Regions from separate parts of the Sus scrofa genome. Here region 1 is linked to region 2. The links are chromatin contacts, called in public Hi-C maps. All regions are on one chromosome and are shown on one strand. Each heading gives the region's core, a stretch centred on a gene start, on an enhancer-like site or on the middle of the called end of the contact. The rest is flanking DNA. Distances are from core to core; before and after follow the strand shown. Region 1 holds the start of NKAIN1 (sodium/potassium-transporting ATPase subunit beta-1-interacting protein 1). Region 2 holds the start of TRNAU1AP (tRNA selenocysteine 1-associated protein 1).

The links. A called contact is a pair of places that touch in the nucleus more often than the background predicts.
Region 1: a Hi-C map of undifferentiated spermatogonia shows a contact between it and region 2, with 8 times the contacts expected there. The contact joins the promoter of NKAIN1 here to the promoter of TRNAU1AP in region 2. A contact is called at or near these places in 9 of 47 Hi-C or Micro-C datasets (embryonic fibroblasts, epiblast stem cells, fetal liver and 6 more).

The regions. Positions count from the first base shown.
Region 1 is chr6:87,823,650-87,827,868 of Sscrofa11.1, forward strand. NKAIN1 (sodium/potassium-transporting ATPase subunit beta-1-interacting protein 1) reads right to left here and starts at 2,167. Exons shown (of 8, transcript XM_003127748.5): 1 at 1,708-2,167. The coding sequence starts at 1,761.
Region 2 is chr6:85,565,369-85,569,269 of Sscrofa11.1, forward strand. It overlaps TRNAU1AP (tRNA selenocysteine 1-associated protein 1), which reads left to right and starts at 2,062. Exons shown (of 8, transcript XM_005665150.3): 1 at 2,062-2,191; 2 at 2,817-2,914. The coding sequence starts at 2,165. It overlaps RCC1 (regulator of chromosome condensation), which reads left to right. Exons shown (of 11, transcript XM_005665141.3): 11 at 1-493.

The DNA.
Region 1 (4,219 bases), core at 917-3,416, 2.3 Mb after region 2:
TTAAAAAAAAAGTCCTACTTTAATATTTTTAAATGAACAGGAAAAAAGATCGTCTGAAAAGTTTCAGCACTTTTTGGCATTTTATGTTCCTCAAAGGAGGTAAAGACGGGTGTGTCTACTGGGAGCCAAGAGTTGCCAAATAACTGATTCACTCATTTATTTCACAAATATTAATGGAGTGCCAGGCACTATTCCAGCTGCTGTGGATTTAGTGGGAACAAAACAGATAATCTCTGCCCTTCAGGGGTTTCCATTCCACCTGATCTTTATTAATCCCCTCTGCAACCCTCAAGGATGAGGCATTTATAAAGAGGCCGACCAAGATGGCCCAGCGGGGGGAAGTCACTTGCCCCGCATCCCTCAGCTAGAAGCAGCGCTGCAGTCTTCAGGGCCCCGACTGTTTCGACCACTGACCAAAAGGGCAGGTCTGTGGATGGCAAGATTGGGGCTGGGGTCCCCTAGAGGAGAGAAAAAAGATGAAGAGGTCTGTGTATCCACACTTAAAGCTGCATTCTACATTACTGTACACACCTGTGGTGGAGGAAGGGCAATGGATGCAGGCACAAGTGAAGACCCAGATGGTGGAGTCAGGCATCAGTGAGGCTCCAGCTCTCCCAGCTCCCACTGAGTTCCGCCTGTGGAGGTCTGCCTCCAGACCCCCTAGTTGATGGGCTTCAGCTCTAGGGCAGGCAGGAGATCCTGGCCTCTCCTTAACCACCTTCCCAAATTCACCTGCCCAAGCCAGAACTGAAGGGCAGAGCTGGTCTCTCTCAGCCCCCAAATTCACTCCACTGGCCTCCCTGAGACAAGACCATGAGTTTGCAGAGATGGGTTTAGGTAAAGTGTCCACACATGCTCCCATCCTCCCCAGGACACTCAAGTATCCTCAACCCCCAGGAGTGGCAGCCCAGGCAGAGGAGCTGGTCTTGCCTGTCCCCCTGCTTTCATCACCACCCCTGTCCTGATGGAACTGATGACCGAAGGAAAGCCAGTGACCACAGCCAAAGCCAGGAGTGAGGTCCCACACCTGGTGGATCAGACTGGCCCAGGACCTGGTAGCTCCTTGCGACCCTCTCCAGGGAGGTGGCTCTCCATTCCTAGACCTGCCCAGTCAGGAGGGTGGAGGGAGGCAGGAACAGCACAAAGGAGTGAACGGTTCTTGGAGTCTAAGATCGCAACACGCACAGATGAACATGGACTAGAAATGGTTGGAGATCAAGGAGAAACCCGGGGAGAGACACACAGGAGCAGAGACTTTGTGAGAAACACTCACAGGGGCGGAGACCAGAGGCAGAGACCCGCGCAGGGTCTAGAGGAAAACACACGGCGGGGACCTCAACGGATCCACACACCAGTCTCGGACACACCCCCAACCCCAGTGAGGCACAGTCCCAAGGCGCATCTCCCCAACAGGAGGCCACTGGTACAGAGCGGGCCAGACGCGTGGAGCCCCAGGCGCGGGGCGGGCCAGGGACTCGCGCACAGGACGCACTCGGGGACTGGGGAGCGCCGGGCGAGAAGCGCACACAAAGAGACAGCCCGGCCAGCAGGAGCAGGCTCCGCCCGTCCGCTCCGTGACTCCAGGCCACCCCCCCAACCCGGGCGCTCCCCGACACCCCTACACAGACACAACACCCCACTCGCACGCCCCGGGACCCCGCCCCGCCGCGCCCCACCCGGCCCCGCACCGGGGCGCGCGGTGCTCACCAGCTGCAGGCAGCAGAAGGCGACCAGCGTGCAGCGCCCGCTGCACTTGCCCATGGCCCTGGGGGCCGCGCGCGCGGTCCGCCGCGGCGCCCCTCTAGCTCAGCGGCCGCCGCCTTCTCCGCGCCGCGCGGACTCTGCGTCCTCCCCGCTGGGCGCCCCGGGCGGCGGGGCCGGACGCCTAGGGCCGGGCCCGGGAGCGCCGGGTCCTCAGGGCTGGAGCCGGCCGCTCGCGCTCGGAGTCCATGGTCCGTCCGCCCGCGCGCCGGTTCTACCGCGCCGCACCTCCTTTGTCTGGCCGGCCGGCCGCCAAGCGCGCCTCCTGCCCGGAGGCGGCTGGCGGGGATCGCGGAGCGGGGAGCGCAGGCACCGAGCGCGGCGCAGCGCAGAGCCTCACTGCCCAGCTGGGGCAGCCGCCCGAGCGCTCGGCGGCCGCGGCTTCCCGGCCCCACCACGTGGCTCCGCCGCTGCCGCCGCCGCCGAGAGGGAGGGAGGGGAGCAGGGGGAGAGGGGAGGGGGGAGGGGGGGAGGGGAGGAGAGGGGTGGGCGGGGCGGCCGAGGGAGCGGAGGGGAGGAGAGAAGGAGTAAGAAAGCAGAGAGCCACTGGTGAGAGGCAAGGAGTGAAGTGGGAAGAGTGCGCCCTTGGGGGCCGATAGCCCCGGGTCAAATCCAGACTTCACTGCTCACTCGCTCTGCGACCTTGGGCAAATCACAACACCTCTCTAGGCCTCAGTTTTCTTAACAAAGTAGGAATAATAATGACTGCTTCAAAGCAGCCACGAAGATGAAACGTAGGGAGTTCCCTTCTGGCTCAGCAAGTTAAGGATGCAGCATTGTCACTGCTATGACTCGGGTTGCTACCGTGGCAGGTTGGACCCCTGGCCTAGGAACTTCCATATGCCGTGGCTAAAAAGAAAAAAAAAAAAAAAAAAAAGAGTAAATGCAATTATGTGACTAAAGCACTTAGCTCTGTGTCTGGCCTCCTCGGGGTGCCGGAGCAGTCCTGTGTCCACCTTGTCTATAGGCCCCTGTGAGTCCAATCTTGACTCTAATTCCACTCCAGTTCCCACATCTCCATCCCAGCCTCCCTCCCGAGTGCCTGTCCACATTTTCTTCCTTCCTCTTTCCTTCTACTGGAATTTATTGTGCTGCATACACACCACTGGAGGCCCTGTGATCCAGCGATGAGGCCTGCAGCACTGCTCCAAAACCCCCTGAGCTTCCCAGTCTGGGGAATGGCAAGTTCCCAGGGGCGTGGGTACAAGGTGCCTGATGACAGAAGTCTGCCAAGGGGGACTGTGGTCAGCCTCTAACCCAGGCTGTAGTGGGGAGTCAGAATGGGCTTGCCAGTGGATGACTGCCTTCTCCAAAACACCCCCCCCCGAAAAGCACTCAAACCCTCAAACACACCCCCAATCCATTTAACCATCCCAGCCCCACTCCTAACTTCTTATAGTCATCACTCAGGTGGGAATCCCTGCATCATCTTCCAGGCTTCTTGTTCCATCTGACCTGTCATTACATTCTGTGAACTCACCTTCCAGCTAATATCTATGAAATACCTACCATGTACCAGGTTCTCTACTAGGCATAAGGAAATGAACCAGTCTCTGCACACTCATTGAGAGAATAGTCTAGTGATGGATTATCATTAACTCCAGAAAACATACAAATACATAATTCTGATGAGTACTTTAAAGGACAATAAAGAATAAAAGAATAAGGGTGCCATAATTCAGATTTAGAGATCAGAAAAGGCCTCCATGAGAACAAGGCATTGACACTGGGAAGAGAGTTGGAGGGAAGGAGAAGCAGAGGAGTGGAGAATAGTGTTCTGGCGGAAGAAGCGTTATTTCTTTTCTTCCTGTTGTTTTTTTATTTGTTTGTTTGTTTTGTCTTTTTAGGGCCTTACCTTGGCATATGGAAGTTCCCAGGCTAGGGGTCAAATCAAGAGCTGCAGCTGCCAGCCTATACCACAGCCACAGCAACTTGGGATCTGAGCCATGTCTGCAACTTACAACACAGCTCATGACAATGCCAGATGGGATCTCCAACCCACTGAGGTAGGCCAGGGATGGAACCCCCATGCTAATGGATACTAGTTGGGTCCCATTACTGCTGAGCCATGACGGGAACTCCGAAACATTTCTTATTCTTTCTTTTCCTCTCAGCTCTTACCAGCCCCCGGTCTCAGAAAGCATTGTGACAGATTGAGACCCATGGTTCTGGACCCAAGAAGCCTGGGTTCCAGTTGCAGCATTGCCACTTGTATGCTGCTTACATAATGAGCACTCAAATACATGATTATCTTCTCCTAGGACTGGCTACATAATTTGTGGGATCCAGTGCAGAATGAAAATGCAAGGCTCCTTGAGGCTCATTAGAAATGAAGACAGCAGAGCATTAAGCCAAGGACAGGGAGGGCCCAGTATTACTGCAGAGAACGCACACCCCTGAAGACAGCTGTGTCTTCTCCTTGGTCTTAAATGGTCTCTTCACTGGTCTCCCTCTTCCA
Region 2 (3,901 bases), core at 812-3,311:
CCAGGGATTGAACACGCATCTCATGCACCTCAGCAACCTGAGCCACAGTAGTGACAGTGCTGGGTCCTGAACCTGCTGAGCCACAGGGGAACTCCCTAGGCTGGTGATTAAATCAGCCTCCACCTGAGCCCAAAACCTCAGTTCCTTTTCCCTGTATTGGATGTAAGAGTTATAAAGCTCTCTGTAGGTGTTTACATATGTTAGAACAGTGTTGGGCACAGAGTAAATGTTCCAGAAGTCTTTGCTATTATGACCATTGCACATTTTAAAATTCCCTGTGGTTAATAATCGCCTTGTTTTTCACATGCTTAGTTTTTTGGTATAAGTATCATTAATTTAATGTCAGTGTCTATGAGAAGTAAATCTCCTTTTTTTGTGTTCAAACACATCAAATACGCTCAATTTTATCTTTTCCCCCATTCTCCTCCAACCTGAATTGGTTACCTGAAAACAAATGTAATCACCCCATATGGTTCAGCTATAAATAATGTTTACAAAGTCATAATAATGTAAGTGTTTGATATTTTGAAAAATTATAATTACAAGATGGTGAAGTGTATGTATGAGGTGCAGTCCTTAAAAAGATCTGAAACCACAAATGAAGAGAAAGTATGTTATTTAGAAATACTTGGATTTTAGGGAAAAGATTTGGAAGTGGTTGCCTTCAGGGGCAGGGATAGATGGGATAGGAGAGAACTGTTTAGTATTTATGACAAATTCAAAAATGTTTTCAGTGCCTCCCATATGCCAGACATTGTTGTGGGAATTTGATTAGAAACAACAAGGAATCCTGTCTGATGAAGCTTACATTTTAAATTAAAAATAAACACTTACAAGTCTTGCACAAGTAAAATAAATTTTAAAAATAGTAATCAAAGAGCACCCCACAAGGGCTGGCAAATTTTAGTACTCAAGAGTTATCAGTCATAATTCCAAGTCCTCCAGCTGCTGTGTTGGAGAGCTTACTGGATGCCAGGCATTAGGCCAAGTGCTTTCTCAACTTCTCAATTTCTCCATACGACAAACATGGTATGAGGTAAGCATTGCTGTTACCCACATCGCTAATAACAACAACACAATTGGAAGGGGCTGGGATTTGGGCTCCATTTGTTCAAATGTGTAGTTGAAGCACCCAACCGCTACACTACTACGGCCATGAATAGGATAAAGCTGGAAATGTGGCAACTTGGTTGAATCTCAAGACTTCAGAGTGCTTGACTTTGGGCCCCAACAACATAAGTTTGGAATATATGAACTGGCAAGGAAGGACATAAGTGGCCATCAACCCAGAAGGAGCCTGGGAAATGGATTCTCCATCAAGCGATGAGCTTCAGTGTTGGAGATGACAATCATCATCTACAGAATCTTCACATTCTGAGGAAAGGGCATCAAACTGAGGCTGAGGTCTGGGACCTTCCCAGACGAAGAGTCAAACTGTCAGGATTATCTAGCCATCGAAATCGAGTCTGCTGAAGGCCTTCTATGGCAAGTCTCTTCCTGGGAGAGGTTAGAACTTCTGGTGGTTTGGATTATTGTAGGGAACGTGAGACGCAAGAGAGTGACAAGATGGGGATTGATTTGTTTGTTGGTTGGTTAGCCCTCCCCTCCTCTCCCCTCCCACAGCCTAGTTCTATGCATGGGAATGATGGAAGGATGCCAGTCCAGCGTCAACAGAAATCCTGTCCTTTCCGTTTCGTAACCTGAGAAAAGCAGGTTGAAGGGGTGGCGGAGGCAGACCAGTGATTTGCCAGAGGTCATACATAGTTAGTGGAACTGGATCGTCCAGGCTTCCAAAAGGGATCTTTCACTTTAGGAAATATGCTTCTATTTTAAGTTTTTGCCATGAACATACACTACTTTTATAATTCTATACGTACGCGTGTGTTTAAAGCCGGAAAGAGTCCGGAGAAAGCCAGTCATTCACGCCCCCCACGGTCCCGCGCAAGGCGGTGTCTGCCCCGCCCCATCCCGCAGGCTCCGGTTCGAGACACGCCCACAGGGATCCGGAAAAACCCGGACCCGCCAGTCTGCGTTGCCTTGGGCGCCGAATTGCCGAGCGTGCGCAGAAGGCGATGGGGGCGCATGCGCCGTGGAGGCCGCAACCCCGCGGAGCGGCGTACGCGCCAGCCTCTGAGGCTCGCGTAGGCCTGGCGGGGCCTCGGGCATGGCGGCCAGCCTGTGGATGGGCGACGTGAGTTGGGGCGGCCGCCCGGTTCAGCGGAGGAGAAATATAGTGTCACGAGGGCAAAAGGGTCTGAAGAGAAGGGGTCCTCGGCTCTCAAGAGGGTGGCAGTGAATGGGGAGGGGAGTTCTCAGTGGTGCCAAAGCAAGTCCCAGCGTGTAGGTGAAGGGGCCGGGTCTGAGGGGGAGGGGTCCTCGGATCCCAAAAGGGTGGAAGAGAATGAGGAGAGTTGTTTTAGTGATGCCGAAGCAGGCCCTAGCATCTAGGTGCGGGGGCTGATTCGGAGGGGGAGGGGTCGTGGGGCCCAGCCCAGCCTGGATTCTGGGGAGGGAAAAAGGGAGGGTCTTTGCGTGGATAGAATGGGAAGAATCCCAAGGATTGAAGTGCGCCTTGGTTCGAGGACTGCAGGAATGGGGTTCCTAAATCCAAGGGGGAGGCTTCCTAAAAGGAGCAGCCTTGAAGGGAAGGAAGGCAAGAGGCTGGGAACGCCGGAGTGGATGGAAACCTCTTCACCCTCACCCTACTCCTGCCCGCAGCGTGCACCCAACCCTGGACTGAGCAGGGAGGGGCTCCGGATCCGGGAATGAGGAGCCTGGGTACTGACCTGAACTGCTCTGCTCTTATATTTGCGCAGCTGGAGCCCTACATGGATGAGAACTTCATCTCCAGAGCCTTTGCCACCATGGGAGAGACTGTGATGAGCGTCAAAATTATCCGAAATCGCCTCACTGGGTATGTTCTCTCCTCCCCTCTTGTCTTCTCAGTTCTCCCTTAGTAGATCAACTGCAGGTGTCATTCAGAAGGTAAACATCCTTCGGAGAGTCAGAGGCTTCTCACCCCTAATAATAATTATTACAGGAGTTCCCATCGTGGCGCAGTGGTTAACGAATCCGACTAGGAACCATGAGGTTGCGGGTTCGGTCCCTGCCCTTGCTCAGTGGGTTAACGATCCGGCGTTGCCGTGAGCTGTGGTGTAGGTCGCAGACGAGGCTCGGATCCCGCGTTGCTGTGGCTCTGGCGTAGGCCGGTGGCTACAGCTCCGATTAAACCCCTAGCCTGGGAACCTCCATATGCCGCGGGAGCAGCCCAAGAAATAGCAACAACAACAACAACAAAAGACAAAAAAAAAAAAAATAATAATAATTATTACAATGATATAAATTCTAACATTTCAGGGCTTATTGAGAGGAAGTATAATGTGTTGCTGACTCTGGAGCCAGAGTGGGTTTGAACGCTCTGTGTGCTGTGTGACCTTGAGCAAGTTACTCAGCCTCTCCCTGTCCTTCACCATAAAAATGGAGATAATAATAGCACCTACCTCATAGAGTTCTGATGAGGACTAAGTGCCATTAATTCCCATTCAGCATTTAGAACAGTGTTTGGCATATGGTATATGCTTGGTAAATATAAACAGATCATGATCTGCTGGGTAATAAGCATTTCAAAATCACAAAAACCCCTGAGCTAGGTACTATTATTAGAGAAGCATAGTAACTGTCTTAAAGTTACGCAGCTGTTAAATGAGAAGCCAAGACTCTAATTCAGGTCTGTTTTCAAAGCTCATGTGTGCCCATAACTCTTGTGTAAGACACTGCTACATGCCAGGGTTCTAGATTCCCAAAATATATGACTGAAACAAGCCAGATGCAGTCATTTCTCTCCTACATTCTACATTCTAACAGGGGAATGAGACTGTAAATATGTAAACAAGACAAAATG